Linked DNA regions of Sus scrofa: region 2 is linked to region 1. A link is a contact called in public HiChIP or PLAC-seq data. All regions are on one chromosome and are shown on one strand. The core of a region is the stretch at or near the end of the contact, and the rest is flanking DNA. Distances in the headings are between cores, read along the strand shown. Region 1 overlaps MREG (melanoregulin). Region 2 holds the start of MREG (melanoregulin).

Region 1 (6,768 bases), core at 3,366-5,865:
GGGTGAAGTGTTATTTCATCCTTCAAGACCCATCAATCCTTTTGTGAATTATCTCTTGATGGCTTCCGTTCTTTTTTTTTTCTTTGTCTTTTTAGGGCTCCACTTGAGGCATATGGAGGTTCCTAGGCTAGGGATCGAATCGGAGCTACCGCTGCCACAGCAATGCCAGAGCCAATGTCTGTGACCTACACCACAGCTCACGGCAACACCAGATCCTTAACCCACTGAGTGAAGCCAGGGATCGAACCTGCATCCTCACGGATACTAGTCGTGTTGGTTACTGCTGAGCCACGACGGGAACTCCTGGTTTCTGTTCTTTAGTATAATTTTTCTTTCTATGTTTACCCTTTGCTATATTTGTATCAGAGACTTTTTCTGGTGTGCTGCTTGCCTTATTATTTCTTCTTCATGAATAAAAGTTTCAGGTTTTTATTCAGTCAATTACATATTTTTCTGTTGTCTCAGAGATCTCAAAAGTAATAGGACGTTTGTCTAGATGTAGCTATCAGTTAAGTGAGACAATAGGTATGAAAGCTTATTTATTTGTTTATTTATTTAAATTATTTTTTTGGCTGCCCCTATGGCATACAGAAGTTCTGGGGCCAGGGATCAAACCCAAGTCACAGCAGTGACCTGAGCTACAGCAGTGATGACGTCGGATCCTTAACCCACTATGTCATGAGGGAACTGTCACCTGAAAAGAACCTGCAGTCCAGAGTGTTTTCTTCAGGGGTTTGGATAAAGAGACATCTCTTTGCAAGCTTTGCCCTACTTGAGCATGTGTTTGTGTTCATAGCACTTTTCCATTTGGCCACACACCAGGCGCTCATCAGCCACGCATGGCCGGTGGTTGCCCTACAGCACAGCACAGGGCTAGATGCTCAGGGGCAGCGGGACCTTTGAGATGGCCCTCAGACTCTGGATTCAGACAATCCACCGTTACATCCGAACTTGCTCAGTATTTTGAAGAAGCAGCCTTCCTTGACAGGACCCACTTTAAAGTAATTGGCTGCTGCTATCTTGTCATAACTTCAAGTCCCCCCTTTCCTCTCCATGTACAAGAATTTAGCCTTATTATCCTTTGCCTTTAGTGACGGCAGCTAATTTTCTTCCCTGCAGAGGCCTGAGCAGCAGAACGGGGGATGAGTTCTGGCGTGTTGATTAGGAATAACAATGTCACAGGAAAACATCAAGGCCTGTTTCTCTCCATTGGCAGCATTAGCCAGATCACATCCTGAGTTTGGCCCTTCCTTCAAACCCCCAAAGCTATACGTGGACTGGAACCACCCAAATGAGACAAAACCAACTTGAAATCTCCTTGCTTAACAGCTCTGCTCTGTGGCTTTGTTGGCACACCTCCACAGCCGGAGCTGGGAGCTATCCCGTGGCTTAATCTGGTTAAAACCAGATAAAGAATTAGGTCAGGGGCCCTTGGCTGCAAAGCAGTCTGTTTCCAGAACTCCAGTGGAGCTGTGGCATAAAAATAAGCAGGGAAGCGTTGGAAAGGCACTACCTGGCATTTGCATTTGCCTTGTTCTAGGTCACACTTTTAGCTGCCTTCTAGGTCAGAACACAGGAGCGTGCATGGGACAGTGGGAGTGAGTTAGCAACCAGGCAGGGGGTGCCTTTCCCAGGTGCCCCAAGCAGTAAGTGCAGGCTAATATTTGGGGTTTGAGGCTCTGCGGGGTACATTCAGTCACACCGCCCAAACTGCCAGTTACACTCCATTATCTTTTAAATATTAGAGCATCTGGGTTAGGGGTCCCGGGGCCTATCAGTCCGTGCAGCAGGCTCAGCTCACGAAGGCCCAGCTTTCCCTGGGATTCAGAGAAAGGGTAGACGGAGAGCTCTGGAAGGCTGGTGGGGAGGAGACCCCGATACAGATCTGTAAGCCAGTGGCTTGTTCCTGTCTCACTGAGTGGGTGGGTCTGAAGAAGTGGGAGACAGAGACAGCTACATCGGAGTTTGACCCGAAAAGACTCATTGCCACGGGTCCTAGTTCCCGACGTCCAGGCTTATCCTAGAGCAAGTGTTCCAGAGTGATGAGAAGTCTGGGCAGAAGCCATGAGGCCAAGCCTTGCCGGGAGATGTTGGAGGGTCTGCCAACTTCTGGACCCCAAGGCTAAGTGCCAGCTCCCTGGGAACCAGCTCCTCCTTGGCCTCCACTTCCTACCCCTCCTCCCCTCCAGGGTTCGTCCTGTCTGTGGTTTATCCTCTAATGCACTAGGTTTCTCTGTCTGTCATCTGATCTGTGCCATTTGGGCCGAGGTGGAAGCAGAGCACTAATGAGTGGACTGGCTGTCTAGGAACAGGGAAATTTAATCCTTTCTTTCCCGCTCACACACCACGTGTGGTAGATGGAGAGAATGGGCTTTTATAGTCCTGACAGAGGATGCCTCTCCTGGGCGGGAGGGCTTGACACTGTCCAGGCCAGCTTTGAGCTTCCTCAGCATAACCGACTCTCCCCCCTTCCCACCGGCCCCTCGCACTGGGATCTGGTTGCTGGGCAGTGAGGGGTAGTGAGAGGCAGCTGGAGAACAGGGCCTGTCTGTCTTCTGGACCCGAGTGGCTGGCCATGCCAGAGCCACTTTTGCAATGAAAGTCCCACATGTTATGTTCCATTTCTTTCTTTGTGTCCCAGTTTCTACATTGGTGACAGGGAAAGGGAATGTCATGGGCTAAATTTGGACCTAATAGGTGCTTAGGCACTGGGAGGAGCGTGGATTGTGGAGTCAGAGAGACTTGAATTTAAGTTTTAGGCTCCTTACTTAATAGCTGTGAGGTCTCTGCTGAGTTGTTTAACCTCCTAGGGCCTCACTTAACATCTCTAGAAAGGGATGTATAAACCCATCTTCTCAGATTTTCTCATGAAAAGAATGACATTAATCAAGTGCCTGCGATGGTGCCTGCCCTACATTATCTTAGTATCAAGTATGACTTAAAGAGACAATTGTGAAAAGTACTTTTTAAATATCATCTTTGATCAGGCATAGAGTAGAAGAGGGGAAGAGGTGAGTGGATTATTTTATTTCTTCTTTCTTGAATTTTTTCTGTTTCCCTAAAATATGAGAATCAAAATATCTTGATTATCTAAACCTGCCTTGTTCAGAATATACATGGATTAGAACCCAAGTGGCTTTTTCTGATAACTTTAGTGCTGCTTTCTAGATTCAACATGGGCACTCGGTCACCAGCAAAAGGTGGCCTTTCTGTCGTCTTCATTTGAGTTCAGCCAACCCACTGGGACGCCTGCTGTGTACAGAGGACTGTGTATGGAATGGATGAATTCACAGAGGGTTCTTGAATCTATGGGGCCCATGATCTAGTTGCAAAAGAAACACTACAAATCCCTGTGTAACACTGTCACAACAGGAAATAACTCTACAGTAGTTCCCGTAAAGGAACTTAGGGATTTCAAAAGAAGCAGCAGTTACTTTCAATTAAGAAAGGCGAAGGCTTCTCAAGGTGGTGACATTTGAGCTGAGCCTTGCAGAGTGACTTGGCTTCATGGCCGGGATGAGGGCGGAGTGAACCTGCTCAAAGGGGCAGAGGGTGCCCCTTTGAGCAGGTGGAGAGCCTGTCTGGGGTTGAAACTTGTTGTCAGTAAGCACAGGGCATCACTAGAATTCCCTAGGAGAAGAGTGACCCAATGTGACCTTCACAAGGTGGGGAGGAGACTGGAGGAGTCGGCTTCTGGAAGCAGAGGAACCATGATTGCAACTGTTCAGGCCACTTAAGGCTGAGGCAGTAGGGACAGAGAAGAGGGGAATCTTGTGACAGAGGCAGAATCCACAGGAGTGGGAGACTGATTTGGATTCGGAAGGTGGGATGGAAGGGGAGTGGGTAGCAGATGGCCACCATGTTGGCAGCTGTCAGAGGGCAGTGCCGGCTTGCGGGAGTCAGATTGGGCTCCGTCTCATCCAGTCAGGTGGCTGGGTCAGCAGCCCATCCATGTGGAGGCATCCGGCGGAAAGGTGGAAATGGCAGGACCTGGAGCTGAGGCTTGGGGTCAGGGCAACAGAAAGAGGCTTGGGAGTTACTGGTGGGGAAGTAGAGACCACAGAAGCTGCGGTTTTAGAGGAAAATATCTAGGGAGGTGGAGATGAGAAGACCCAATACAGGGCCTTGGGAAAGAACTGCAAGAAAAGAAGAGGCAGAGGAGGATGAGGATCCTGCAGAGGAAGGAGGAGAGTGAGGGATTTTAGCTGGAGGAGGCACCTAGGGGCATCAGATCCCAGACCTCCCACTGGCTGACTCCAGGCAAGATGCTGGGCACCCCTTTCCTCTGCAGCCTGGGGACACTGATGTCAACCCCACCCCCAATGAGTGTCCCGAGGGGGCACCTGGTGGACGTTCATTCTTTTTCCCTTTTTCCAGGAGCCTCTGGGAGGGGTTGCGAGAAAGGGAGGCTATTGGGAGTCAGGGCTTTAGGAGAGAACTAGGAGACCCCGCTCATCGGTCACTAGCGAGATGGGGAAGGTGGGGGAAGTCCTTGAGCGCTTTCCGTGGGAAGCAGATCTGAGGGCTGATTGCGGGGGGCGGGTGCCTAAGGGGTGGAGGGGGAAGTGAGAGCAGCAGGCGGAGGGCCCGCTGTGGAGCCTGGCGGAGAAGGGAGGGCGGAGAATGAAGAGGAGCTTGAGGAAGTAGTGGGGCCACGGGGGAGGGCTCAGCGGCCGCTGTGGCAGTGAAACCACCTGTCGTCTCAAGGAGACGGAGCTAGCTCCCCGCAAAGCCCTTCCTCTCTCGAAATTGGCAGAGAGGTTCGAGCTTTGGGGTGCTCGTTCCCCAGTGCCGGCGGATTGATTAGCTCTGGGAGGGGGAAACCCATCATGTGAGCAAGCGAAACTGCGGTTTGCCCCGTGAGCCTGGAGAGGCCTGGGCAGGGTTTCTGAGTGAGGCGTCCTTGTGACCCTGTCATCTGGCCAGCTCCCTTCTGAAATGAGAGGTGGGGAGGAGCAGAGGAGGCGGCAGAGGTAAGTCCAGGAAACCCAGGGTGTTTCTCCAGCCTGAAGCCTAGTTTCAGAAAAGTACGGGCAGTCTCACAGCTCTCTTGTTTTGCACACAAGCACAACCTCCTCCAAAACACTGACCCTTTTTTCTCAATCCTCAGAATCTCAGATCCTGGCAGCTTCTGTCCCTCCCTGCTCTCCCCTCCCCCTCTGCATCTTTTTTTTTTTTTTGTTTGTTTGTTTTTAAGGCCACACCAGAGGCATATGGAAGCTCCCAGGCTAGGGGTGGAATCAGAGCTGCAGCTGCCGGCCTATAGTTACAGCCACAGCAACAGCAGATCCAGGTGGCATCTGTGACCTACAGCACAGTTTATGGCAACGCAGGATTATTAGCCCACTGAATAAGGCCAGGGATTGAACCCACATCCTTGCGGGTACTAGTTGGGATTCGTTACCCCTGAGCCCCATGGGAACTCCACACCTCTGCATCTTGAAGCAAACTCTTGTGCCTTTGTCTCCCTCCACAGAGACAGGACATGGACCTGAGGGCATGGAGGGGAAGGGGTGGGGAAAGAGGGAGAGGGGTGAGGTCCTTCCACCTACTCAGAGGAGGGGAGACAGAACTGAAGTCCCCAAAGGAGGACCAGAGGGCAACGTCCCAGGGAGTTAACCCTCAAGGAGTCATTCTTGAAGTTGTCCGCTCTCTTGGCTGGAGCCTGGCAATGCTTTGCCTCTTGAAAAGTCCTCTTTCCTCCCACGATTTCAACTGCGCTTTCATAGTTCCTTCTTCAGGTTGCTCTCTTTTCTAATTATCTCCTCTTATGTCCTCTGCTTCCTCTTGCCTTCCTCCCTTGCTCATGCACCCCCTCCAGTCCTGATTGCAGAGGCAGTGTGGACACTGGCTAAGTGTGTTGCCCTACAACCACCTGCCTGGGTCCGAAATCCCAGCTCCTAAGTTGCAGGTGTGCACACTTGGACAAGTACTTCACCTCCCTGAGCCTCGTTTCCTCATTCTTAAGATGTTATAATAACAGCATCTCATAGATGACACATCATGTTATGAAAACTAACTGAGTAGATGCCCATAAAGAGCTTAGAGTAGTACCTGGGAAGTAGTATGTGCTCAGTAAATTTTCTGTCTGTCTACTATCTGTCTCTGTTTCTATTTTCTTTTTTGTAAATGCCTTCAAATCCTTTTTGGATTTTGCCAGGTGACACTGGTTTTAAGAGCCTGTAGTAATTATATTTTTAGAAATTGTAAAGTACATAAAATAGTTCTACTAAAGTATAGAAATTCTAACGTAGACTTCAGTGATGGAGAGCTCATCATCTTACAAAACCTTCATTCTGGATAGAAAGTTCCTTCTAACATTGACCTTCTTTCTTATAGCTTCCACTAACCATCCTGTTAGTTTTAATGGAATAAGGAATAAATGAACTTATTTGTTATTAGTTCATGTTATTAGAATAAGTAAAAATAGTCAACTCTTAGGTTGAAAAAAATCAGTACGGCCAAAGGACCAGATGCAAGGACGTGTCTTTCAGTGAACGGCTGCTATTACATTTTGACCTATGGATTTTACTTCATAGGACTTATTTGTTATATGTTTTGAACCTTGATTCTCATGTTCCATATATTAGCTATCTCTGCTACTTTTGACCTTTGACCTTATGAAGTCACTGATGAAAATGATGACCCAGAAACCAAGCCCTATCCTGCATTCTAAAAATCTTCCTCCAGGCTGACATGAACAGTTTTGAGTATTCTTCAGTAGCTGCAAAACTACCCCAGCCTGCATTACCCATTTCACCTTTCTCT
Region 2 (6,679 bases), core at 3,528-6,027, 50 kb before region 1:
CTACCATATGCCTGCCCTGTTCTAGAGGTTGTGATGCAGCATATCCTTCTATTTATTAAGTTCCTATGATGGGTCTGTACTCTTCTAGATGCTGGAATATGGCAAAGAACGAAGTCCCTGTCTTTACAAATGGAACCTCCACTCTGGTTCACCATTGTATCCCCAGTACTGGGCTCCATAAATACTTGTTGAATGAATAATTGAATGACACCAGCTTGTGCTATGTTACTGCAAGCATAGATTCTCTGTGGAATGCACTAATGATGTGGTGTTGGAACAGAAGTATTTTGGTTTTCTAGTTTCTCTTGCCCTGCACATATCTTTTCCTCCAACTCTCAGAACTCATCAGTAGGTTCTTAAAGGAGGACTTCAAAAGCAAACTCTATAGAGTTTTCCCTGCCATGGAGAAATCTGAAAATAGAGGCTGGCAGTTCTGCCTTGTAAACAAGCAGCTGATGGATGTGTGAGTCACCAGTTGCCCCAGGAGACTGCCCACTCCCTGACATCAGGTGCCCAAGGGCTCTTGGTAAATGTCAAATGTTGCTACCAGTTGTGGGTGGTATTGGCAGCAACTCAAGCAGTAAGAACAATCCTCTTTAAAAAAAGGAACACTTGGAGTTGCCATCGTGGCGCAGTGGTTAATGAATCCAACTAGGAACCATGAGGTTGTGGGTTCGATCCCTGGCCTTGCTCAGTGGGTTAAGGATCTGGCATTGCCGTGAGCTGTGGTGTAGGTCGCAGATGTGGCTGGGATCCCGCGTTGCTGTGGCTCTGGCGTAGGCTGGTGGCCACAGCTCGGACTAGACCCCTAGCCTGGGAACCTCCATATGCTGAGGGAGCAGCCCAAGAAATGGCAAAAAGACAAAAAAAAAAAAAAAAAAAAAAAAAAAAAGGAACGCTCACTGCTTTCCTTTGAATGAAGTCTGAAAGAGGAAATGGGGTTTCCAAAATTTGGTTACAGTTCTCCACAAGCTGAAGTTGCAGGGTTTGGTGGCACTGTCATTTCTCAAGTTACCAAACACAGGGAAATCATGAAGGTATTTAACTTCTGGGAAGATGAACACTTTGAAAGCACAGATATAATAATCCTTAGAAAACTAATAAATGCAATACCTATTCATTAGTATTGTATAATACCTCCTTAAAAGGAGAGCTCGGAGTTCCCATCGTGGCTCAGTGGTTGGCGCACCTGACTAGCATTCATGAGGACTGCAGGTTCGATCCCTGGCCTCGCTCAGTGGGTTAAGGATCTGGTGTTGCCGTGAGCTGTGGTATAGGTTGCAGAAGCGGCTTGGATCCCACATTGCTGTGGCTCTGGTATATAGGCTGGTGACCGTCCGATTGGACCCCTAGCCTGGGAACCTCCATATGCCTTGGGTGCAGCCCTAAAAAGACGAAAAGACAAAAAAAAAAAAAAAAAAAAAAAAGGAAAGATCTCCAAGATATGCAATTAAGTGGAAAAAGCTTGCAGATAGATAGATGAATGTGTGCCTTTTAGGGTAAACCCAAACTCACTGCTAAAAATGGCAATGTACACAATGATGTGATGTAGGCATCACAGGGCATGTATGTATATTTGTGTCCAGAAAAAGGTTTGTAGCATGATAATAATGTTACTCTGAGAAAGCTGAATGGAGACAGGACTATGGACATGGTTGGAGGGAAATTTAACTGTGACACTTCATTTATTTTTTTTTTAATACTTTTTTTTTTTTTTTTTTTTTTGGTCTTCTTGCCATTTCTTGGGCCGCTCCCGCGGCGTATGGAGGTTCCCAGGCTAGGGGTCTAATTGGAGCTGTAGCTGCCAGCCTATGCCAGAGCCACAGCAATGCAGGATCTGAGCCACATCTGCAACCTACACCATAGCTCACAGTGTGGCAACGCCGTTAACCCACTAAGCAAGGGCAGGGACCGAACCCAACCTCATGGTTCCTAGTCAGATTCGTTAACCACTGCGCCACGATGGGAACTCCTGACACTTCATTTTTTAGAGGAATGTCTCATTCATAGGTTTTAGCTGCTAAAATTCATTTTAAAGGAAAGTATGAATAGTCGTTAGAACAGGCAAACACTGCATGTGATCCTTAGTAAAGCAGAGCAGTACCTCCTGATCAAGTTTTTTAAATAGACATGGTTCTCTGGCTTTCCAGAAATACCCTGTCTGAAACTGACTTCATAAAAGATGCCCCCATGTTGCAGAGGTACAAATGTGAAAAGAAATGCTGCCATACATAAGCCAAGTAGTACTAGAACTGACCTTCGCTCAACAAGACTATACTGGTTGGATTTAGTTGGTTGTGTTGAATTCCACTCTTTCTGTTGAGCTTTGTGATTTTTAATCAAACTCATGTGAGTCTCACAACTGTGTCTAGCTGATACAGCTGGGCTCATCATCTTCATTTCACAGATTAGAAGATCAAAGTTCAGAAAAATAAAGTGACTTGTCAAAGATCAAGGTTAGCAAAGGGGCAGAACGCCTATATCTTCCTGGAGCTTCTCTCATTCCCCATTCTCAACAAACCCAACTCCAATAGTTAATAGTAGCTATCAGACCCTAGCTTTCATCTTCTTGTTGGCAGCCTCCTCTGCTCAACTTGAACCTAGGTGGGTGAACTTAAATCCAAAAATCCCATATCAGAGTAGAGTGCATTCCATTAAAGGGACTGTCCAGTCAGCAGGAAGTCTGCTGTCAAGAACAGCACTCAGCCTCCATTCCGCCGCAGCTGCAGTGATAAATGACACGGTGCTGGGCTGGCTTGATGCCACAGCCCTGTGTTGCCTGGTGACAGCTGGTACTCTGTCACATCCTCTCAACTTTTCATGATGGGTCCCGTCTCCCCAGCTAAGCTGGAGCACTTGGGGACCTTCTTTTGTCCCTCCTGAACCCTCGGCAGCCAGCCTCTCAGTGACTAGTCACTGGATAAGCTCCTTCAGCCTCATAATGCAGCCAGAACAGGAAAACTTATGTGTAGTAACACACTTTTAAAATGAACACACAGCCCATGGGAGTTGACACTTCTGAAAATAAACTCTTGCCTTCCTCCTTACCCCTCCAAACCAGCTGCTCCCACACCCTTCTCTGTCGCCATCAATGCCAATTCATCTTTCACAGCTTGTAAGCACCAAACCTGGAACTCCGTTTCTTTTATACTTTACTTCCAAACTAAGCCTTATTGGCTCTGGCTTCATTCAGAGTCCAAGCACTTCTTTCCAGGTCTCCCTGCCTCCTCCCTGGTCCAGATCATCACCATCAGTCACCTGGGTTGTCAGAATGGCCTCCATTTGTCTCTTCCTAAAACAGCCCTTGATACCCAATTCCGTCTCACTATATGGAGAGGCCTTCCCTGAGCCCCCCATTTAAAACCGCAGGTAGGAGTTCCCATCGTGGCACAGCAGAAGCGAATCCGACTAGGAACCATGAGGTTCGATCCCTGGCCTCGCTCAGTAGGTTAAGGATCTGGCGTTGCCGTGAGCTGCTGTAGGTCGCAGACACGGCTCAGATCTGGCGTTGCTGTGGCTCTGGTGGCTCTGGCGTAGGCTGGCAGCAACAGCTCCAGTTAGACCCCTAGCCTGGGAAACTCCATATGCCGTGGGTGCGGCCCTAAAAAGTCAAAAAGATAAATAAATAAATAAATAAAACTACAGGCACCACCCTCCCCCCCAACCCGGTACACAGATGTGTGCGCTCACACAACACACACACACACACACACACACACACGCATACACACACAACTTTCTAGTGCTTCTTACCCTCTACCCTGCCTTATTTTTCTCCATAGTAGGTATCACCTTTTCACATACCAGATAATGTATTATTTCATTTGTTTAACTCCTCTACTCGAATGTTTGCTCCAAGAGGATAGGGATTTTTGTTTTTTCTATTCATTGCTGTATCCCCAGAGCCTAGAACAGGCCTGGCACATAATAGATGTTCAATAAATATTTGCTGAATAAATAAGCTTGACAGAAATGAAAATTCCATAATATTGGTGGGGCCTGGGGAAACAGATACTTTCATATATCGCTGATCAGGGTGGAAATTGGAATTTCCTCTTTGGAGGGCAATTTGGCCAAGATCCACCAAAATTTAAAAAGATGTCTTACCTAAGACCTGGCAATTCAACGGCCAAACATTTATTCAAACGCAAAGTTTAAGGATGTTGATTGCAGAATTATTTTAATTGTATAAGGCTGGAATGAATTTAAATGTCTGTCCATCCATAGGGGTCTGGTTAAATAGCATATGGGCATCCATATAACTGCATAAAGACAATGATTCAAATGATAGAGGAAGTTCCACATGTATTCATGTGGAACAGTTTCCATGGCAAACAGTGGAATGAGCCCGGAACAGAGATGTATGGAGTAAAGCACTGTTTGTGTGAAAGGAGCTGGGGCTGCAAGTGCCTACCTGCACTTACAAGTTTGTACAAGCCTAAGTAAATAAATACGTATGTAAATAGCTCTGGAAAATTGCAAAAACAATGATGGAGGCTACCTTCTTAGAATAAATCAAAGACTGGGAAGCGTGAAAACGACTTTTGAAAAAAATCCTTGTTTCTGCAATGCTTTAAAAACCCACTTTTATAATGCGTCTGTCCTTACTCTTCTGCTAAATTTACTAAGTGGGGCTGACATGTTAAAAATATGCCTTAACCTCTGCTTTGAAAGGGGGGAGGCGGGAAGGAGGATCTTTTATTTCCTGCGGGAGTGAAGCCAATAAAACGTATGATTAGATCCAGCTCAACCTCGTGCTCTGTGACTCTAGGGCTTCCCCCTCCCTCCTGTAACCCCCGTGCCCTAGGATTTTGCCTTCTGGCGGCTGGAGTCCCGGCTTCCTCCTTAGAGGGCAGCAGCGGAGCATCTCGGGGACGCATGCGTCCCAATTTGCGCCCGGGGAATTAGAGAGAGGGAGAGAGAGAGAAAAAAAAAACACCAAATACGCGCGCCAAAGAAAACCCAAGTGGAAGAAAGCGCGCGGCCCTACCACCCCGGGGCCGTGGAGGCGCCTCCGGCCTCACCCGCGTTCCCGGCCGCGGCGTGATGCGCACGGACCGGCCCGCGACGCCCGGGCCGCCACTGTCCCCGCACCTGGACGCCGGCCCGGTGGCCGCGCCCCAGCCGCGCTCTCTCGCCACCGCGGCTTCTTCGGAGTCGCTTGGCGCCGGCGGGGCACCTCGTTCTCCATGGGGCTGAGCGACTGGCTGAGGACCGTGTGCTGCTGCTGTCCGTGCAGGTGCCTGGAGGAGCCCGCCGTGCCGGAGAAGGAGCCCCTGGTCAGGTAGGTGCGCGCCCCGACCGAGATCTGGGGTTCCCTGGGGGCTACTGGGGCCGCAGAGTGGGGAGTACCCGTGTGATCGTCTAAGCTGGGGAGCTAGGCTGTAAGGTCACGCTGAGGCTCAGACTAAGCCCCTTGGTCCTTTACAGGAGATCCTGCTTCTTGGGTCTGTTCCTTGGGCAAAATATTTGCTAAAAGCACAGATGCTCAGAGGCACCAGAGACCCAAGTGGACGCCTGCGGAAAATGCCGAGAATTCGAGTGCAGTGCCCTGGCGGGGAAGTACGGGAGAGAAGTTTGCATAGGAGTCCCATTAAATACAACTATGACTGTCTGTTTCGTAGGTATATTTCAGTGAAATAGGCAACTGTGAATTTGTTTGAATACGTTGTCATTTAAATTTTATTACTAAGAGAAGACAATCTCAGCGACTGAGCACAAGGAAATATTTTTCACTTTAAAAAATACCTATTTTTCTCAAGGGACAGCCTAGTCACTCACTGGGATGTTGATGATTCATTATAGATTAAGCTATGAAGTGTGAGCAGATTTGATGCACTGTTAGCAAGGTGCTAAGTGACTTTGTGAAGGGACAGGACAGCAATTATCTTCTATCTTAACTGCTGAAATTAAGGTTCTGACTGGGTCATGCCTTGGAGGTAGATATGACAGAAGCAAACTATTTAAAATGAAATGAGGGAGTTCCCGTCGTGGCGCAGTGGTTAACGAATCCGACTAGGAACCATGAGGTTGCAGGTTCGGTCCCTGCCCTTGCTCAGTGGGTTAAGGATCCGGCGTTGCCTTGAGCTGTGGTGTAGGTTGCAGACGCGGCTCGGATCCCACGTTGCTGTGGCTCTGGTAGGCTGGCGGCTACAGCTCCAATTAGACCCCTAGCCTGGGAACCTCCATATGCTGCAGAAGCGCCCAAAGAAATAGCAAAAAGACAAAAAAAAAAAAAAAAATGAAATGAGGAAACAGTAGATGAGGCAGGATTCCAGGTTGGGTCAGCAAACGTGGAAGCCCGAGTTTCTTATGAAGTATGCAAATGATATGCTAAAAACTTTCACAACTTTCTTGAAAGCGTGATTTACCTATTTTTTTTGCTTTTTCGAACACTTCCCTTGACTTTTGAGATCTTACATAACCCTTCTTGCCTGTCCACTCTTATTTTCCGGTACGTTACACATTGTACACCCATTGATTTAATCAGACGGGCATTCTTATTGCTGGAGGAACAATCCAAGCTTCTTATTCCCTCCAAGTTTGCTTCAAGTAGTGACCTTCATCCTTCCTGCCCCTTCCTCAGTGTTAGTTCTCAAGATCCCCTCAGGCAGTCTTCTTTGATCATTTTGCCCTTATTTGTCTTTTTCTTTTATGATGTAGGATTTTGAACTTGTTG

Evidence for each region. HiChIP or PLAC-seq counts read pairs in DNA pulled down with a chosen protein or histone mark.
Region 2: an H3K27ac HiChIP or PLAC-seq map of alveolar macrophages shows a contact between it and region 1. The contact joins the promoter of MREG here to the enhancer-like site in region 1. A contact is called at or near these places in 1 of 5 promoter capture datasets (liver), 34 of 47 Hi-C or Micro-C datasets (adipocytes, alveolar macrophages, blood and 17 more) and 2 of 2 datasets of contacts at active chromatin or transcription factors (alveolar macrophages and skeletal muscle).

What each region holds. Positions count from the first base shown.
Region 1 is chr15:118,221,203-118,227,970 of Sscrofa11.1, reverse strand. The region is part of intron 2 of MREG (melanoregulin); the gene reads left to right. Among named protein-coding and RNA genes, the nearest start is that of MREG, 49 kb to the left of the region's middle. Within about 2 kb of position 4,615, at least 41 of the 83 cell types and tissues checked have an H3K27ac peak or open chromatin away from gene starts, as enhancers often do. A contact at or near this core is called in alveolar macrophages, brain, epiblast stem cells and 7 more, where this site is marked.
Region 2 is chr15:118,271,823-118,278,501 of Sscrofa11.1, reverse strand. It overlaps MREG (melanoregulin), which reads left to right and starts at 4,777. Exons shown (of 5, transcript XM_021074953.1): 1 at 4,777-5,284. The coding sequence starts at 5,190.